Linked DNA regions of Hordeum vulgare: region 1 is linked to region 2. A link is a contact called in public Hi-C data. All regions are on one chromosome and are shown on one strand. The core of a region is the stretch at or near the end of the contact, and the rest is flanking DNA. Distances in the headings are between cores, read along the strand shown. Region 1 holds the start of LOC123449228 (coatomer subunit gamma-1). Region 2 holds the start of LOC123449227 (proline-rich receptor-like protein kinase PERK4).

The links. Hi-C and Micro-C count contacts between places; a contact is called where the count stands out from the background.
Region 1: a Hi-C map of leaf shows a contact between it and region 2, with 4 times the contacts expected there. The contact joins the promoter of LOC123449228 here to the promoter of LOC123449227 in region 2. A contact is called at or near these places in 3 of 6 Hi-C or Micro-C datasets (leaf and seedling).

The regions. Positions count from the first base shown.
Region 1 is chr4H:516,706,137-516,712,343 of MorexV3_pseudomolecules_assembly, reverse strand. It overlaps LOC123449228 (coatomer subunit gamma-1), which reads right to left and starts at 1,403. Exons shown (of 18, transcript XM_045126368.1): 1 at 1,152-1,403. The coding sequence starts at 1,233.
Region 2 is chr4H:516,549,518-516,555,320 of MorexV3_pseudomolecules_assembly, reverse strand. It overlaps LOC123449227 (proline-rich receptor-like protein kinase PERK4), which reads right to left and starts at 2,730. Exons shown (of 7, transcript XM_045126367.1): 1 at 2,567-2,730; 2 at 1,566-2,324; 3 at 869-1,468; 4 at 715-785; 5 at 560-636; 6 at 158-467; 7 at 1-69. The coding sequence starts at 2,163. LOC123449226 reads left to right here and starts at 3,042. Exons shown (of 7, transcript XM_045126366.1): 1 at 3,042-3,292; 2 at 3,372-3,653; 3 at 4,651-4,915; 4 at 5,046-5,735. The coding sequence starts at 3,252. The coding sequence ends at 5,366.

The sequences.
Region 1 (6,207 bases), core at 154-2,653, 160 kb before region 2:
AATCAGAAGCTCTTAAGTTTAAAAGGTTTAGGCTGGAATGGATGCAAAACAGAACATGATTCGATCAAAACATGATCATCAAGTAGAAAATTTCATGACAAAGAAACAGAGATATCTCAAACAAAGGAATTTGTTTTTCTTTCTGCAACAAGTAAAGCCATATTGTACGTATTATCAAGATTCAAGCGATAAACTGAATTGCTCCAGCCAAAATGCATAAAAAGTTAGGATGGAAAATTTAAAATTCGTATTTATTGATTAATTAGCATGTGCTTTTGTGCTGGACAAATGCTTGAGTGGAGTCACATGATGGTCTGAGGAGGAATAAGGGACAGGAAAACATGCACTAAGGTCCATTTAACACAGAACCACCTGACGGTAAATGAGCAGAAACACAAGCAATTCATTGTTTTCACGTCCTGCCAGCTATAAAAATTGTCAACGGCACAGATAACCAATGTCCTTAAAACTTTAATCAGATATAAGCTCTAGTTGCAATATCAACCAACTGACTCGTGCAGGAAACATAGAAACCAGTTGTATAGAAGATGGTACGCTCTGAAGCCAATGATAACACATCTAACCAGCTCGTGAGATCATATCTCCAAAAGCATGCCTATCCTGTCAATCTAATTGGCCAAACAAAAATACTAGTACAAGCTAAGGAGCGCATCCACATAACGTTTGCGCAAATACAATGATACGTGGTCGAACTGGTTCTGGCACCAAGCAACACCGAAATCTCAGTCAATTGCCAGAAATGATCGCTGCTGCTAATAGGAGCACGAAGCAAAAGGCAAGGTACGCCGTAGCCGACTGCCCGATGAGGTGCAATTGGTGCAGATCCACGTAAATCCGAGCTCTCCAGCCCCAATTCTGAACTAAAATCCCGCAAACCACCACCCCGAGACCACATCTCCCACCAGCGGAGCGTCGTCAAACGAGGCCGCACGGCCACCGCCACCAACAGCAACACCACGCGCGGGACACACTACGTGAGATCCGCCGCGAGATCGCGCCAGATCCGGCATTCCCGTGGGCGGTGGCGTCCCCTCGGGGTCGCATCACAGCCGAACCAAAGCAGCAGGTTAGGGGAGGGGAGCGCGAGGAGGAGGCGCTGATGGGGTTAAGCGAGGGAGAAGGAGACTAACTGTCGGAGTCGTCGTCGTCCTTCTTCATGTAGGGCTGCGCCATCTCCGGGTCGGTGAGGTCGCCGGCGAGGGAGCGAGGCATGCGACGTTCTAATGGTGGAGCGGGGTGGCGGGTGGGCTTTGTGTCCTCCGGGGCTTCGACCGGACCAAGCTTTTCTCGCCCGGATCCTACGCAAGCTCGGCCGTGCGGCGGTGGACTGGTGGGACGGTGGGGTGGGGTGGGGTGGTGGGGATCGGCCGATCGGGACTCTTGGGACGAGGCTCGTACTCTCTCTAGTCAGTGGTTTGTTACGCGCCCTTTTTGCACTTCGGTCCCTCCTCCGTCGGGTGGCCGTGGTTTGTCAGGGCATGTACAGCGTTCATTAGATAGTTTTGTGTTTTCTTTTGCGGAATATAAAGATAGTTTTATGTTAAGTTTTGCATGTAATTACAATATAACCAAAAAAATGTCTACAATGAATTATTTTTTAGTCGTATCTTTAAAAACTAGCTATTTTTTAAACATGATGAGACGTCTTGTATTAGAAGATCATCTTTTAAATAAGGGTAGACAAGCTTTTTTTAAGGATTTCTTCTCCTTCATCTCAGCATTTATCTTATGTGATATTCTTAATATAGCATTATTGTACATACTCCTAAGTGTTGGATACGAATTTCGTTATGAGGTCTGATTGCAGCACGGCCCAGCCCAACTTTGCTGCCACACATACATTTGGACAGAAAGATTTTCGTAGAAATACAGTAGAATTTTCAATTCATATTTTTTACAAAAAAAATTTATTCAATGAAACAAGACCACCAAAAACTATGAATTGTTTTCCTTCACATAATCTTATATGATACTCCCTCTGTGCCGGGATTATTGCTCCCCCTCGTTATTTAGTGCCAAAGTTTGACCATAGATGTATAAATAGCAAAACATAGATCAGATGCCACAAAAATTGTATTGCTAGATTCATAATTGAATGAAGTTTCCGGTGATACTATTTTTACTACGTATACAACATATTTTGCTAGTGAAATCTATGGTCAATGTCTTAACCAAAAGACAAGATGGTCTAATAAACTCGGATGAATGAAGTGCTTAGGAAGAGATTAAACATCTTATAAATTTCAATCAGGTCTTGTCTTTTTCTTCAAAGGTTTGCACAAAATTATGAAGCATCCAAAAGAACAAGTATGCATAGTCGTGTGTTTTTGTTAATGTAGGGCTTCAAAAAATTATGACATCCGAGAAATCCAATTTGGCTCCCAGGAGCATTTGCTCCTGCTCATAAAAAATAATTTTTGAGATGTCAAAAAAATCCAGCAAAAATTATATGCATTTATAGTCATATTCTAATGCTACCTGTAAATTTTTAGGAAAAAAGGCTAAATATTTAGCCTGTACAAAAATAACAAATTTAAACATCAAATGTTACCCCGAAATGTCATCTAAATTTGTTATGTTCACCGACAAAACACTACTGCTCCATTTGTATGAAAATTGTCAAGCATGCTTGTCACACTAACACGAACATCCATTAAAAAATCAGATTTTTTTGAAAATATTTTACCACTTTTTTCGCAGTACTATTCATCCGGAAGCATATGCTCTCGGGAGCCAAAACACCCCTCCCATGACATCCAACCTACAATCTACATATCTCTCTATTTTTATAACATGCTTTCTAAACAAGATTCTATATCTCAAGCAGTTTGTTTGATGAAAACGAATAATAATGATGCACAAATATTGGATATATCAAGAAAAAAACTTGTTATAATATCATAACATGTTACAAAATACATAATGCATCTTCTAGGAGTTTTATCATTTTTTCCTTTTACATTTTGCTTATGAAGAATAGAACTAAAGTGAATGTGTATAAGTTGATTCCTGGTGCATTTGCCAATATCCAATTAATTGAATCAACCAAGGTAAATCCTACGGAATACCTTCAAGCTCTAATCAAGTTCCATTGATATATAGTGAATATGTGTTTAGGCTTTGTTTGTTTTCTTTTGGGGGTTTTAGCTTTAATTTGCTTGCCAGGTTAGTAGTTATGTGTTATTTTGTTTGTCTGGTTTTTGTAAATCTGTCTTCCCGGCGTGCTTCTCCTGCTACACGGCGTGTTTGAGAAAAGCATTATCTAATGATGATCATGCAAATCAACATGTGGTTAGATGGTTAGGCTCACATTGATATACGGAGCCCATCAAAGTCTAACACTTAGACTAGACATTGTGTTAGAGCATATATCTCCATATGTGGTTTTGGTAATTGATGAAAATTCCTATGGACTAATGGTTGCCTTAAGTTATATTTAATGGATTTGTTCATAGGCACTTCTTGAAGTCCATCTGTTGGGTTCAAGGAGTTTATATGATGACCAAGGTGGTATTCAAGGTATTATCCAAAGAATGGTCATAGAGACACAAGGTTGATCAAGATCTCAGACAAAGAGTAAATCAAGATGATCAACACACAAAGCGTACAAGATGTACCGAGAGGGATCAAGTGATCCCATGGTATGGTAAGCATTGTCCATTACGTGTTTGTGTACTAACCCATGGTCTTCGTGAGAGTTCTATGTGGGGGTTAGGTGTGTTTCCATGGGCTTGCGTCAAAGAGAAGATCTCATACAACCCATGAAGTATGACGTCAAGTTGTGATCGTCATCAAGATTGCGATGTGCAAGTTCAAGTGGATCAGCACGAAGATATCATGCTTGAAGCTTGCCGTCCATTGTGGTGGCAATGGACTTGTGAAGATATGCTAAAGAGTGGCTCACCCATAGTGAGTATGGGGGAGCAATCAACTAGTCTTCATCAAGCCAACGCAATCAAGAAAGGTGGTCCATCTTGAGGAAGCCAAGATCATCATCATCTAGCTCAAGAGGACGAGGTGCAAGGTATAGGTTTGCCCTTGATAGGTTTTCCGTTTAGGATAGATTGTTGTACTATCAAGGGGGGCTCTCAAGTGAGTAGCTTGATCGTATCGTTCGTTGAGAGCTCAAACCATCTGCATCCTTGCATCATACTTCTTGGTTCTTGTTTGGTGTTTCTCTTTGTGAGTTTTAGAGCTTATGGTCAACTTCGTGACAAGCTCGAGTTCATCGAAAACGGAGTCCATATGCATCTACTATGATGTTTTCGATGTTGGAGTCTTTGCCGGTTCTTCATTCATAGAGGACTCACATCTCTATATAATTGGCATTTTCATATCTGCATGGTCTTAAGATTTCTCGATAGCTCTTGTCGTCCTGAATCCAACAAGCTTGGGTTTGCTCGATTCGGAGCTCGTATGCGAAAGTTATGGCTGTTTCAGTGGCGAGCGGTAGTACCGCTAGAGTTGGCGGTAGTACCGCTGGCCCTAGCGGTAGTACCGCTAGAGCTGGCGGTAGTACCGCTGTCCAGCGGTAGTACCGCTCCAAGTTTTTAGTACCGTCATCTTTGCGGTTGTACTGCGTCGGACCTTTTTGCGAAGACTTTCTTGGCGGTGGTAGTGCCTTTGCACTACCAGGGGCCTAGCGGTAGTACCGCTGCAGCCAGCGGTAGTACCGCTAGCTGGCGGTAGTACCGCCCCTGGTCAGCGGTAGTACCGCTGGAGTGCCAGCGGTAGTATCGCTGCAGCCAGCGGTAGTACCGCTGGGCTCGGGCTGTAAGTGGGGGTAACGGTCTGATTCCTTCCCCCACTATATAAAGGGGGTCTTCTTCCCCCTTGGCCTCATCTATCCGTTGAGCTCTTGGTCTACCTTCATTGTTGACATTCTTAGAGCTTGCTAACTCTCAATCCCTCCAATGATTCTTGCTTGTTCTTGAGGGAAAATAGAGAGGAGATCTAGATCCACATCTCCACCAATCACTTTCTCCTCTATGTGAGGGGAACCCCTTGGATCTAGATCTTGGAGTTCTTTGTGAGCTCCTTGTTCTTCCTCTCATATTTCTCCATAGCTTTTGTTGTTGTGGAGGGATTTGAGTGTGAGGGACTTGACCACTTCGTGTGTTCTTGCCATTGCATTAGTTGCATCGCTTTGAGTTCTCCACGGTGATACATGGAAGTGAGAAGTTGAGAAGCTTACTACCTTTGGTACTTAGTACCCTAGATATTGTTCTTCGTGGATGCTTTGGCATCCTAGAAGCTTGGCGGTGTCTCGGAGCTCAATCATTGTGGTGTGAAGCTCTGGGCAAGCGTCGGGCCCTCCAATTATGTCACGCCCAAGATGCGACCCTATCCTCAATTTGGCACGAAGGCCTCGTCAGGGATAGAAGCGCATCTCGTCGTGCCGCAAAAATGGATATCGTTACGAGTACATGTACTGAAAAGAAGAGATATATAGAATTGTCTTACACTCGCCACAAGCTACATCAGAGTCACATCGGTACAGTACATAATCATCAAGAGTAAGAGCAGGGTCCGACTACGGACGAAAACAAACGACAAAAGAAGAACGACGTCCATCCTTGCTATCCCAGGCTGCCGGCCTGGAACCCATCCTAGATCGACGAAGAAGAAGAAGAAGCAACTCCAAATGAACAATCAACGCGCTCGCGTCAAGTAACCTTTACCTGTACCTGCAACTTGTGTTGTAGTAATCTGTGAGCCACAGGGGACTCGGCAATCTCATTTCCAAAGGTATCAAGACTAACAAAGCTTAATGGGTGAGGCATGGTTAAGTGGTGAGGTTGCAGCAGCGGCTAAGCATATGTATGGTGGCTAACTTACGAGTACCAGAAATAAGAGGGGGAAGATCTACGCATAGCGGACGTGAACTACTGTTGATCAAATGAATGATCCTGAACACCTACCTACGTCAGACATAACCCCACCGTGTCCTCGATCGGAGAAGGAACTCACGAAAGAGACAGTCACGGTTACGCACACAGTTGGCATGTTTTAATTAAGTTAACTTCAAATTATCTAGAACCAGTGTTAAACAAAGCTTCCACGTTGCCACGTAACCGCGGGCACGGCTTTCCAAAAATATTTAACCCTGCAGGGGGTGCTCCAACTAGTCCATCACAAATTACCACAAGGCGCATAGAAATCCTCAATCACGAAGCTCGCGATCTC
Region 2 (5,803 bases), core at 1,481-3,980:
GCTCTGCCCTGGCTTCATGCCTTCGTTCAGGTCCTCCAGCGACGCGTCGCCCTCCAGCGCGCGAACGATCTGTACAAACGGCACAAGAATCGCTGTCAGTTCACGGCGAGTTGCTCAGCATCGATCGAGAGTTGCCGGTCCATCGATCGATCCTCACCTGCTTCATCTTGGGGCGGCGCTTGGCGGAGTGCCGGACGGCGGCGGCGGCGCTGGCGGCCATGCGCTCCATCTCCAGCCGGTCGTACTTGTTCTCCAGCCGCGGGTCGACCACCTCGTCGAAGTTGCCGCCCTCCGACAGCGCGCGCGCCAAGAGCGGCCTCGCCCAGTCGACCAAGCTGTCCTCCATGTAGTTGGTGGGGTCGACGGGCCGCCGGCCGGTGATGAGCTCGAGCATCATCACGCCGAAGGAGAAGACGTCCGACTTGTCCGTCAGCTTGCCGCTCGAGGCGTACTCCGGCGCCAGGTACCTGCATGCACGAGCCAACGGCAGAGAAGACATTAACGCTCGCGCCCTGCTCCCATGGCGCCGAAATGGCGACATTTGCTGCTCTCTGCTCACCCGAACGTTCCCATGACGCGCGTGGAGACGTGCGTGTTGTTGTCGGTGGTCAGCTTGGCGAGCCCGAAATCCGCGACCTGCCAACATTCAGACGAGTTTTCACTCCACAAATTCCGTGCCCTGTGATTCACACATCTCACAGATTAATCACCCACCTTGGCCTCGAAATTTTCGTCCAGCAGAATGTTGGCCGCCTTGATGTCACGGTGGATGATCCTTGGATTACCTTCATAATAATGCACGACATTACAAGTTTAAGTTATACATGGATGGATGTGGGTGGCCAGAAGAAGAGGAGAAGAAGCTTACAGTCTTCGTGCAGGTACGCGAGGCCCTTGGCTGAGCCGAGCGCGATGGAGAGCCTCTTGGGCCAGTCCATGACCGGCACGCCATTGCCGTGGAGGTGGCGCTCGAGGGTGTCGTTGGCGACGAACTCGTAGACGAGGAGGCGCTGGGAGGAGCCGGCGATGCAGTAGCCGACGAGGGAGACGAGGTGGCGGTGGTGGACGCGGCTGATGATCTCCACCTCCGCCTGGAACTCGCGCTCGCCCTGCCCGCTGCCGGCCTTGAGCTGCTTCACCGCCACCTCCTTGCCGCTGCCCGGCAGCACGCCCTTGTACACGTACCCGAACCCGCCCTGCCCCAGCAGGTTCGCCTTGGAGAACCCGCCCGTCGCCGCCCCCAGCTCCTCGTACGTGAACGAGCTCTGCGACCCGAACATGGCCGGCGACGGCGGGGGCATCGACGACCCATGCCCCGTCCCCTGCGACCCGCTCATCATCATCTCCTCGCTCAGCGGCCCCTGTCCCGGCGCGTACTGCGGGTGCCACCCCACGCCGCTCGGCCCGTCCGCCGGCCCGCTCTGCTGCCACTTCGGGTTCGGCATGTTGTTCGCGTAGTACACGTTCCCTGCACGCACGCACCCCGCACCGCACGCCGCCATAGTCAGAAACTCAGAATTTGATCTCCTCCGTGCCAAGATTACTCGCCACGATGCGAGCCGTACCATGCTGGTCGGTGTAGAAGGGCATGGCCATGGGCGGCCTCTTCTTCTTCCTCCTGGCGCAGCATACGCACGCGGTGATGCATAGCAGCAGGGCGAAGGCGAGGACCCCGATCACCACGCCGACGACCACGGCCGCCACGGGCGGAGAATCGTCCTGCTTGCTTCCGCCCTTGGAACCACCCCCGCCCTTCGAGCCGCCCCCGCCCTTGGAACCGCCCCCGCTGTCGCCGCCGCCCCCGTTGTGCTTCGGAGCCTGCGGAGACGGGACGGCATTTGATCCCGGCGGCGAGAGTTGGCCAGGGGGCGACCCGCCGGTACCTGCTGGCGTAGCCGGCGGTGGTGACAACGACGGTGCGGGCGGCGACGGAGGCGAGCCTGAGGATCCGGGCGGCGGGGTCGACTGCGTGGACGATTGTGAGGTGGAGACAGACGGCGGGGATCCCGATGAGGACGATCCGCCCGAGCTATCCGATTCCCCGGACGACGACGATCCGCCCGAGCTATCAGAATCTCCTGACGACGACGACGACGACGACTGGTCAAGTGGACCGCTGCCTAGCAGGCCCAAGGGTCCGCGGCTTAGGGGCGAGTCGTCCATTGGTGATAGGAGGATCCCTCGTCAATTAGCGTCGCTGTTAGAGCTCGCCGCGACGGAGCTCTTCCCGGCGAAGATGACTCCACCCCTGCTCCCAGAAGATGCTCTGGGTCGGACCGGCGCTAGCTCCTCCTCGTCGCCGTCGCCCTCCGCATAATGAACCCCTGCAGCCATGGCGAGCTCGAGATTTCAGACCTCTGGCCTAGGCAAGAGTTGATCCTCTATATATCTACGCTCACATCTGAGAATCACCAATCAACAGTAACTTCCCGCAAAAAAAAAGAGATCCACAGTAGCATTACGCAAATGCAAAACCAGATTCCATGGCAAACAAATTAAATTCGAACCGAAGGCGCGAAAGCGCGAGGGAATCGAAGCATCCATGATGATGATGATGGTGATGTACCTTCCTTTTTTCCCCTTGTTCTTTCGCAAAAGAAGAAAGAGAAAGAAGGGGTTGAAACGGAATTGGAGAGACCGGGGGGAAGGGAAGTAGGCTTCGGGTGGCGTAGGTTTCGTCACATTTCTTGGACACTCGCCATTGCTGTCCTTTATGTTTTTTCTCCATTTTTAGCCTCAAGGCGGAACGGGGGGTTGAAAGCCGTTGGAGCGGAGCTGTCAAACCCGCATTACTGCTCGTGTTAACCGTGCCATTCTAGGCCCGTGGCTGAACCAGCTGATGAGTGGAAGGTCTTCTCTTGCAGTCCAGGGTAAAGCGAATATGTCTTTCTCTATCTGGTCACGCGCGCAACGCGAATCGGTGCCGTGGCGTTGCCTTGTGGATCAGCACGAGCCTGTCCCACTTGGACCCACCTGATTCGTTTTTCTTCGGTTATTCAAGCGCATACGGGAGAAATACTGTCTTATCGTATCTGATGTACTGGTGGACTAGCTACGCACGCCTCGTCATAGCTCGTACCTGGCCTAAATCGCCCCGTCGTCCACTACCTCGTGACCATGCTGGCCCATCCACCAACCCGGACACCATTCAAATTTCAAATCCACTCACACAGTCGCAGCTGCATCCAGCAGAGGAACCAAGCCCTCCCCGTCCCCTCACCTGGATCATCAGATTTGTCAGAAATTCACCAATGGATCTTGGCCCCGGGTCATTCACCGATCTCCTGTTCAGGTTTCCCCTATCAGATATTCTTCTTGATATTTCTTAACATTTGGCCGGCTCTGAATCCTCAAATTTATGATATTGGCAGCTTTCCTTCCCAACCTTTCCCAGCAGAAAACGCCCCAGATCTGAGCGAGCTAGAGGAAGACGAGGAAGACGAGGAAGAGGAGGTAGAGCATCCTGATTCCCAGAGCGACTCTCCTTCCTCAAGCCAAGATGGCGAGAAGAATATGGCCACAGATTTAGTATCTCATTCAGATGGGGATTTTAAGAATAAGGCCATCCCCGAGTTTTTCAACGGCGCAGATGGGGATGACACCGAAGAGCATGGAACTAAAGTGCAGCCCAATCCATCTCCATGGCGTCAAAGGTACTGTCACATTTTTGTACTGATCTTGTTGCTTCAGAAATTCAAGTAGGTGCATTGACACTTCTTCAGGTTGCAGTTTTTTGTTCTGACGAATTTAGTTCATAGCGGGAGCAGAATGTTTATTTTCGCCATCAGAGTGTTATAGCAGAACCTGTTGTTTTGACCACAATCAGTGGCATGTTATTTGTGTGAACTTGTTGCTTCAGAAAACTCGTTGGTGCTTAGACATTTTTTCAGTTTTCTTATTAAAAAGAACACTTATTCAGGTTGCAGTTTTTTTCTGACCAAATTATGCATAGCGGGTGCAGAATGTTGATCTTCGCGCATCAGAGTCCCATAGCAGACCCTGTTGATTTGACCACAATGAGTGGCATGTTTTTTATGTGAAGTTGTTGCTTCAGAAAAAGCGTTGGTGCTAAGACATTTATTCAGTTTGGTTATTCAAAGAAAAACACCTCTTCAGGTTGTGTATAAAGCCATATTCGCCCGTGGGCGCAGATTTATGTGTCCTTGCGTGTAGTTTGGAAAAACCGTCTGGCAAAGTGTATAATAGATAACGAGCTGTTTAAGAGATGTTGTGGGTTTCAATAATCTCAGTCATGTATTATACAATGATTGGGATTTACGTGTACTCAAGCGAACTTATTTCAATAGGTGGAGTAGCAAAATTTATCCAAATAAATTATATTATGCTACATTGATTGATAGCTTATTCGAATATCAAACTTTTAGCCACTCAAATAATCTCAGTGTATTTTTTATTTGAGTTGAACGCATTGCTGCACACAGAATTTAAAGAAAAAAATTCTGAAGTCCTTATGTTTTTATACATTGAAAGCAAATTTTTCGGAATCTTAGTCAATTGGATCTGAAAATTCTGTCATACATTTACTATTGTTTATGCCACTCAAATTATGTGTGGAATTTATCTAACTGGTTACGCGGGATCTTTGTTTAATTCCATGTGACTTGTTGTTAACATATCCATCAAATGTAGGGTCCGACTTGGCAAGATACCTGATTGCCGTGCCACATCGTCGGGCAGGGTCAGTGCTTTGGAGAATTCAATGACGAAATACGCAGATAAGAAATCAGAGTTCGTCGTCAAGCCAGAGATCAGCCAGGAATTTGATTCCTTCGCCGAAGCTTACGACTTTTACAACCTATACTCTTGGGAGATTGGCTTTGGCATCAAGTATGGACAATGCAGAAGGAATGTTGAAAAATGCAAGACTGTCCAGGACATAGTTTGTGGATGCGCGGTGAGTTATATCATCAAGTCGTGTCACCTGTTCGTTTTGCATAAATACGTAGTGCCCTGATTTTTTTTATTTCTCATTTGAAAAGTCATATAATACGTCTAACTAGCTCTTGTCACCACCTGTCCAACAGGGAAAACCACGCAGGGTGAATTCCCACTCAGTATGCTGCCAATGCCCTGCATTTATAAGGTTGCATCGCACACCGGACCATGGTTGGTTCATCCATGATGTGAAGTATGAGCATAATCACGGCATGGCACAAACTTGCAGAGAGAAGTTGCATTGGGTATCTCACAGGCAAATTGATGCCCATGCCAAAGATATTGTCATGCACCTTAGGAACAACAACATATCGTTAAGCAAGACTTTCGGGGTGATTGCAAGCTTTTTTGGAGATATGCAGAACTTGTCCTTAACAAGAGGTCTCTACGTTACCTTTGCAAAAGGATGAATCAACAACAGGGTGATGAGGACATTAGGAAGACAATTCAGCTCTTCTCTGAATTGAAAGAGAAGGATCCAAATTTTGTTGGCAGTGTGCTTGTTGATGATGAGAGCAAGATCAGGGCATTGATGTGGACAGATGGTAAGAGCCGCCACCAGTACAAATTTTTTGGAGATGCAATAACCTTTGACACGACATATCGTACCAACCAGTATGATATGCCCTTCGGATTGTTTGTTGGTGTCAATAATCACTTCCAGAGCATCATCCTTGGAGGGGTATTGCTTCGTGATGAAACAACGGAGACCTTTGAGTGGGTGTTCAGCGAATTTGTGTCCTTGATGGGAGGACATTCTCCGAAAACAATACTGACAGGTATTTTAAAAGCATTTCTTCTGTGAGCAACATTTAATGGATTACTAGGTTACTCCACATACACCTAA